3 separate regions of the Zea mays genome follow, and all the other regions are linked to region 1. The links are chromatin contacts, called in public Hi-C maps. All regions are on one chromosome and are shown on one strand. The core of a region is the stretch at or near the end of the contact, and the rest is flanking DNA. Distances in the headings are between cores, read along the strand shown. Region 1 holds the start of LOC100272467. Region 2 holds the start of LOC100282318. Region 3 holds the start of LOC542753 (chloroplast srp54 receptor 1).

Evidence for each region. A called contact is a pair of places that touch in the nucleus more often than the background predicts.
Region 2: a contact with region 1 is called in a Hi-C map of leaf, with 7 times the contacts expected there. The contact joins the promoter of LOC100282318 here to the promoter of LOC100272467 in region 1. A contact is called at or near these places in 3 of 25 Hi-C or Micro-C datasets (ear, leaf and tassel).
Region 3: a contact with region 1 is called in a Hi-C map of tassel, with 2.4 times the contacts expected there. The contact joins the promoter of LOC542753 here to the promoter of LOC100272467 in region 1. A contact is called at or near these places in 2 of 25 Hi-C or Micro-C datasets (ear and tassel).

What each region holds. Positions count from the first base shown.
Region 1 is chr3:149,666,243-149,668,942 of Zm-B73-REFERENCE-NAM-5.0, forward strand. It overlaps LOC100272467, which reads right to left and starts at 1,378. Exons shown (of 10, transcript NM_001146939.1): 1 at 753-1,378. The coding sequence starts at 1,156.
Region 2 is chr3:150,046,471-150,049,170 of Zm-B73-REFERENCE-NAM-5.0, forward strand. LOC100282318 reads left to right here and starts at 1,253. Exons shown (of 3, transcript NM_001155230.2): 1 at 1,253-1,495; 2 at 1,612-1,815; 3 at 2,629-2,700. The coding sequence starts at 1,396.
Region 3 is chr3:149,214,807-149,217,506 of Zm-B73-REFERENCE-NAM-5.0, forward strand. It overlaps LOC542753 (chloroplast srp54 receptor 1), which reads left to right and starts at 1,360. Exons shown (of 11, transcript NM_001112262.1): 1 at 1,360-1,660; 2 at 1,769-1,873; 3 at 1,979-2,052; 4 at 2,139-2,197. The coding sequence starts at 1,367. It overlaps LOC100284661 (CFM6), which reads right to left and starts at 433. Exons shown (of 5, transcript NM_001157556.3): 1 at 57-433.

The DNA of each region.
Region 1 (2,700 bases), core at 128-2,627:
TGTTGTGCTCTGTGCTACCTAACTGATGCCCGCTGGTTCACTGGCTCATTTTGTGCTTCGTGCTACCTGACTCACTGACTCGCTAATCATTGATGCATGACAACAAGAGCTCAGTAAGGCCTTGTTCGTTTCTATCGGATTGCACCTGGAATCGTTCCAGCTAATCAAAGTTTATATAAACTAGAAAAACAATTCGGTTAGGAATCGTTCCGACCCACCAATCCGGTACAAACGAACAAGGCCTAAAGCTTATTTGGTTAGAGGGGGGTTGAATCCTCCAATCCACTTTTAACCAAACGAGCCCTAGTTTTTATTAAAATGCTATTTCTGTAGCCTATATATATTCCCTGTTTACCCCGTTTGACATGAAAAGAGGACGGCTCTCATGATCTCTATCTGGCGCCAGGGGGAAAAAACACGACAGTTTGCAGTCGCACAACGGCATCCAGATTTAGCAACAACAACCCCCCCCCCCCCCCCCCCCCCCAAAAAAAAATACTCGCCGAGTTATTCTTTCCACAAGACACGTGGGACCCCAGCCAGAAATGATTCACCATCCACGACAGCGCACGGCTTGACGGAGACGACGAATCTCTACTGTTCAAGCTTCCAAGCCCAAGCGACATTGCTCGATCCGGTCGAGCACAGCGACAGCCACCAGCGCATCGCGTGTGCCATCTACTACGACGACGACCGATCAATGCGGGCGCAAGCGAGGAGGGAGGAAGGGAGGAGAAGGCGCACGGACGCACCCAAACGTGGCGAACTGCGCCAGGAAGAACGGGTACTTCCGGAGCGGCACGAGCGCGAGCTTGTAGAGGACACGGTTCCCCGTGCCCATGGCGACGACCGCAGCCGCGGCGACGACCACCTCCATCCCGGCGCTCCTCCCTACGCCCGCGCTGCTAGTCCCCGCGACCTGCCCCGCCGCCGCGCACCTCGCCGCGTCCCTCCTGCCCGTGCCCAGGCCCAGACTCGTCCACGCGCGCGCCGACGCCCACGGGTCCGCCGCGATCCACAGCGCGTGCGGCAGCGCCTCCCTCCTCCGCAGCGGCAGCGCCGCCACGACAGCAGCGCGCGGCGCGGGGGAGCGGAGCTGCAGCGGGCGGTGCCGCGCCGCGGAGGGGCTGCACGTGACGGGGGACGGCGCCATCATCAGCGGGGTCGCGGCCTCGCGGTCGCGGGGTGGGTGGTGGGACGGGACCGCCTGCCTGCGCGGCGGAGTGGCGCAGTCGCTGCTGGGTCTTTTATATATGCGCTGGTGGTGGCCGGTGGCGGCGGAACTGTGGAAGGAATGAAATGGCGTGAGTGAGGGAGGGACGAAGAAGATTCCCGGGCGGGAGTGGAGGCGAAGGCGGGTGGTGCTGTTCTGCTTCGCCTCTGGCCCTCTGCTGCTTGTTGCGTTGCGCTCCGTCCCGGTTCTAGTGCCCGTTTACTTTTTATGTTTTGGTGGGTGGGTGGAGGGGGCGGCGCGGCCACGCGAACATTATTGGAGGGGGATTTCTTTCTTCTGTTTCAGGTTTTTTGTTTTCCACACGTGGCGTCATGAGATTAGTACTAGTGATTAGCCAAGCTTGTTTTTTTGTTTTCCAAGTTTTGGCTAATTTGAGTTGTCTCAACCTAACTAATGATGTAACAATTAGTTGGACTGTTTGAAAACCTTAATTATTATAGGTTCCAACAGGCTTAAGGCATGGTTCCAATTCTAGAGCTGATTATTAGTCAGCTAATAAGTTGTTATATGATTTTAGGTGAGTTGGAGCAGGTAACAACTAATAGCTATTTAAGAGGTATAACTAATAATTAGTTAGTCTAATGTCTGGCACGTTATAAACCTCTAAGTTAATTTTAGCTGCTAACAATTATCATAGGTTAGTTCTCAAACAGGCTTAAGACCTGGTTCTAATCCTAGAGCTAATTATTAATCAGCTAATAAGTTGTTATATGCTTTTAGCTGAGTTGGAGCAGGTAACAACTAATAGCTATTTAAGTTAAGAGGTATAAGTAACAATTAGTTGGTCTATTGTCTGACACGTTATAAACCTCTAAGCTAATTTTAGCGGCTATCAATTATCATAGGTTCTCAAACATGCTTAAGATCTGGTTCCATTCCTATAGTTAATTATTAGTCGGCTAATAAGTTGTTATATGGTTTCAGGTAACAATTAATAACTATTTAAGAGATATAGGCGACGATTAGCTGGTTTATTAGCTAACTCGTTCTAAACCTCTCAACTAATTTTAGTCGCTAAATATCAGTTTTAGAAGGTTGAAATATGGCCTAAGTAATATGTTGCTAACTATCTATTAGATGTTATTACCTGGGTTTTTTTTTGCCTAACCAGTAGACAGCTCATCTTTTGTTCGACAGGGAGAGGAGGTAGACGCACGCACCATATGGCCGGGCGGCACACGCTCGCGAGTCGCGAGTCGCGACCTGTTCTGGTGAGCTCGCGTCCGTTCCATGTCCTTGTCCCGCCGGGCCCAGGACAGCAACGCCAGCAGAACAGCAAAAAGAAAACACGCGCGCGCGCACACAGACAGAGACGCTGCTACTAGCTAGTGGGCAGTCGGCGACATGTGGGTACTGGCCTCTGGCCGGGGCCTGGCGGGAGCTATAGATGTCCAAACAGTGTGGGCCGCCTATTTGGCCCGTGGCACGGCACGAATTTAGCCCGGTCTAAACCCGGTCCGGCACGG
Region 2 (2,700 bases), core at 3-2,502, 380 kb after region 1:
TTTATGTACAACTCACTCATTCCAATTTAACAACTACAGAAAACTGATAAAGGTAAAAAAAAGTCAATGCTCCTCTTCAGTCTCCTCAAAAAAGGTAACCTTCTACGTAGTTATCTTGTATCCATCATCAATGTCTACTGTTCGTACTCATGCATTTACAGGCCGTATGTTTGTACTCCATTACATAACGATCAGGAAGATTATTAATATTCTACATTTTATTTAGCAGGCTCAAACAAGGACCCCTAAAAAAATCAATGATCCCACAGACCAAAAGGACCCCCAAGACATATGAATCACATCAGACTAATTGAGATTCAACTCTTCTTTACATTTTTGGTCAACTCTTGTTATCAGTTTGATCGACCCTTTTGTAACTAAATATACATATAAATCACCCTTCAATTGTGGTACTAATCGCTAGAAACAGATAGGGTAGTATAGCTTGTATCTAATTTGGATGGCGACCCACTTAATTAGGACTGAAAGACTATACGCTGTTGATTTGTAAAGTACAACACACACATGTATACTTATCCTTTGGATCATACTAACTGCTTAGTAAAAGTATTCCATTGTTTCAAGCAATACATGTGTAAATATCAGCCGTTCAAACTGTTGTCAAAATTGAACATAAATCATTATACCCTTGCTCCTTTTCTATAAAACTATACAAATTGACGCGCGCTAGGCGCGCCTTAGTCACTAGTGGGTATAACTAAAGATGTGATTGGAGCTATTTGGTGTATTTTAAGTATACCTTTTATTTTAGATAACGAGCATATTTTCGAATGATTTATCACAAGAAAACAAAAAACTGTTCGTTCGTAGTTCGTCTTTTAAAATTTAAAATATCATGTGCTACCTTGTTGGACGATCAAGTGCTGACTGGCCCATAGAAAGACGGGCTCACGGGCTGCAGGTTGGGGGCCTTTGGGCCACCCAGCAGCTCTTTCTCTCTCAATTCCCGTGTCGGCCCGCGCTTGGTGCTCGCGGCGGTCTCCAAAAACTGGCCAGCAAACCGATCCATCCAGCTGAACTGAGGTCTCATCCGCCGACGATGAGTCATGAACTCAACTCATGAGCCGCCGGCTGCCAACTGCCCAACACTGGCTCCTAGTAGCCGCCGCCGGCCGGCCGCGCCGGACTCCCGTGACAAAAAAAAACACAATTACACAAAAGCGGAAAAGCCCAATGATTTGCACAAAGAATCGTGGAATCGCCGGTGGCGCACTCGACTCGGGCTGACCGAGCTGAGTGGCTGACGCACGGGCCTGGCGTATTTATTGGCTTCCCCGCCGCGTCGTGCACCTGCACCAGCACCAGCACGGCGACCAACCCTCTCCCAACCCGACTAGTCGGACTCGCAGCTCCGCCCCAAGTCCAGGTCCAAGCATGGAAGTCGCGGCGGCGTCGGCGAGGCCCGTCCTGCGCGTGGCTGCCATCTGCGGCTCCCTCCGCAAGGCCTCCTTCAACCGCGGCCTCCTCCGCGCCGGTACGCTGCCCCTCCCCCCATCCCCCTGCTCTTCGCCTCCCTCCTCCTTCCTCTTGGCGTGCCTATCACTGCTTACTCACGGCTTCGCTGCCTCGCACAACTAACTACTCCGGCAGCCGCGGAGGTGTGCGAGGACTCCATCCCGGGGCTCCGCATCGACGAGCTCGACATCTCCGACCTGCCCATCATCAACACCGACCTTGAGACCGGCAGCGGCAGCGGCACCGTCTTCCCGCCCGCCGTCGAGGCCTTCCGCGCCAAGGTCTGCCAGGCCGACTGCTTCCTCTTCGGCGCGCCCGAGTACAACTACTCCATCGCCAGTATGTCCTTCGCCACCCCCTCCCTCCTCCCTGCCTTGCTCCTCGTTCGTTTCAGATCTCCTGCCCGCACGCACCTACTGCAAGGGGATTAACATGGATAAAATGCTCGGGGTCGGGGGGTATTTCTGGCTTCTCCTGCAAACTTTAAGACGACGTTTCGCTTACATTCATTCATTCAGCAATTAACAGCATTGATGCCATGAAGACAAATTGTGCAACACAATTCAATATTTGATTTTTAACCTTCAGTTAAAATACAATTAGACATAGGTGGCAATGGACTCTAGATTGTACACTATAAAATTCAAGGATAGGATAAAATTGAGATGGGCTCTATTTATATTCAATTTTTAACTAAAATTAATTAAGAGCTCGATCAAATTGTGAAGAAATGTTTAGATCGTGATCCATTACCATCCTTAGACCTCACAGGCCCAGCTCACCGAGCTCACCATGTGCATTACTGCCAAATTAGGTGCACAATGGGTTGTCATGGTGCATTATTGCATCACATCATTAGGATGTTAGGTTTGTGTAATTCTCTGCCAAACAGGAACTCAAGATTACATTGTCGGCACACTGACTCAGTGATGGTGAAATGACCTACACTACCTGAAGAAATAAAAAAAACGGGGGTATTTGGGCTTTAACAAAGGCATGTCTCCCATGATGTGTATGCTTTCCTTTATTCCTTTCTTGCAAAACCTTATCAACAGAGGAGCACGTCAACATTCTTGACAGTATATGCTGTTATGGAGTACATAATTCCACTCCATTTCTGCATCCTTTACATGGTCTGTGTCACAACTGCAGCCCCCCTGAAGAACGCGCTTGACTGGGCCTCTAGAGGAAAGAACTGTTGGGCAGACAAACCTGCTGCGATCG
Region 3 (2,700 bases), core at 110-2,609, 450 kb before region 1:
ATACTAAAATATGCCACATACATGCCTGAAAGAGTTCATAGGAAAATGGCACACACCTCCACAGGTTCGGTCTTTTGCTCCTGGATCGAGCTATTGGGGGACAAGGCCTGCAGAGGAGAGGCGAGGGGCGGGCGGCCGAGCGGCTTCCGGATGGCCTGCAAGACTAAGCGCCTGGCCTTGCCGGGCGGCCGTTGCGCGGGCCACGGGCGGACGGCCGGCGGAGCCGTGCCCGCGCTGGAGCGACCGAGCGCAAGCCTGCGGGGGCGCTGCGCCGGCGCGGGGCTGCGGGAGCGGGGGCACGCCGGTGCGGGGCTGCGGGAGCAGGGACTACGCCGAGCGGCTGCGGCTGCCGAGCTGCGTCCTGCGGGGGCGGCCTGCGTGCTAGTGTTTGGGGCAGCTGAGCGCTGGTCGTGGGCCTGCTCTTCGCTGGGTCGACAAGGGCGAAGCCTAGGCACGTGCCCGGACTGGTCTGACTAATTATATATTTTTGGTGATTTTTATATAAAGAATAAAATGATACCGAACACGTCTAAATGATACAAATATTATTTGTTCATATTCGAATTTGATCTATTTAAAAGGGCTAAGTTTCAATCCATATCTGAGTCCAGATAATCAGCATCTGAATTCTTAAATTTAGATATTTAAGATGTCAATATATATTTAAATCTTATCCTACATAACTTATATTATGGATACCCGAAAAAAAATATAAAAATAAATATAAAACAAGTAATATCCGTACGTATCTGGTTCGATTCGATTACACCCCTTATGTCTCTCATGCTTGCTTCACGTCCCGTTCGAGCAGTGATCTTTCCTTTCACTAATCAGTGTTTTTAAATGTGAAATTAATCAGTTTCATGTTTAATAAATAAATAAATAAATAATGTATTATGATACTATAAATATTGTATAGAAAACTGAATAGAGAAAATGGTTGAAGATGAAGTGAAATGAGAAAAGAAGGGATATTAAAATATGAATAAAAGTGTGAATATGGATATTTTAAAAAGGGAACTGTTAGAGTTAGCCTTAGATATCCCCAATAATCTCTCACTTTATTTTAAACTACACTCTACCGTATACACGTTTTGGTAACACAACCCAAACAAAGCAAAAAGATTTGATGCGCGGTTTGTGTCACGGTGTGTCGGTGTGCCTCTTCGTGGGCCCCACATCCAAAAAAATTAGAGTCCCGTTCATTTTGAGCCCTCAAGGCCTCAAGTCCACATTGGAGCCCCGTTCGTTTTGGGCCCCCATGCCCAACGGAACGGGCAACGGGTCCTGTTTCCTCCCTGCCGAGAAGAAGAAACACAAGCGCGGTGCTATCCACCCATCAGCTCTCGTATCCGCAGCGCCCGGAATGGCGGCACCCTCCCACGTCCTCCCGTTCCTGTCCCCCGCCGGCGGGTGTGCCGCCTCCTCCGCCCGCGCCCACTCTGGCTACCGCGCTGGTCTCCTGCGCTGCTCGGCCGCGGCCGGCCAGGCGGGCTTCTTCACTCGCCTCGGTCGCCTCATAAAGGAGAAGGCCAAGAGCGACGTGGAGAAGCTCTTCTCCGGCTTCTCCAAGACCCGCGAGAACCTCTCTGTCGTCGACGAGCTCCTTACTTACTGGAACCTTGCCGACACCGACCGCGTCCTCGACGACCTCGAGGAGGTGCTCCTACCCACTACTGCCTCAGTTCTCCCTCTGACCCTCTCTGCTGCCTGCCCCATCTGTTCGGTTCTGATGATGCTCCTTGCCGATGCACACCCCGTCACACAGGCGCTGCTGGTCTCGGACTTCGGGCCCAAAATCTCATTCCGGATCGTCGACACGCTCCGCGAGGAGATCCGCGACGGCAAGCTCAAGTCTGGCGCCGAGATAAAGGTTAACTCGATCGGTCTCGGCTGCTGGTTTCAGTTGCACTGATCATTTTTCGTTGGTTTAGCCGTTTAGCGGCTTACATTTTACAGTGTTGATGGTCGATTGCAGGCCGCGCTGAAAAGGTGCATCCTGGAACTGCTGACGAGCAAGGGCGGCAACTCGGAGCTCAATCTCGGATTCAGGTTCTGCTCCCTCCTGCCTAGGAGAATCTTTTGTTGATTGAGGTTTGCGACTTGCGAGGTCTCATTGCGCTCTGTCCTTCTGCCAGGAAGCCGGCTGTCATCATGATCGTGGGAGTGAATGGCGGGGGAAAGACGACCTCGCTAGGTACACTGTCTGCTGCAATTGTTGATTGCGCTGTATTCAGTTAGATAAACTTTTGTCTGTGCAACTTGACCTGACACCGATTTTCAACTGGGTCCTATAACCTTAGAACTATGTGGCCCTAGTTTAAGTTAGGGATGGCAATGAGTATGAGTATGGGCAGATAACTACGTGTAATTATCTATTGGGCACGGGCACGGTGGAATTTGTTATCATGGATACTGGTATGGATATAACAAGTTATCCGCTGATAAATTTTTCACGGGCATGGTGGAATATGCAGTATACATAGCCATTACCTGATGGGTATCTGTCATGTGGGTATCCATACATTATCCATGGGTAAATTATATTGTTCTTCCATGAATATTGTTTATATTATTGTCCAATAAATTGATGTTGTTGGAATACTGAAATTGTTGTTTGATGTTGCTAGAATGATGAAATTGATGAATTGTGACAAAATTATTGTTTGGTGTTGAATGTTAAAATTATAGTGGGTGGAC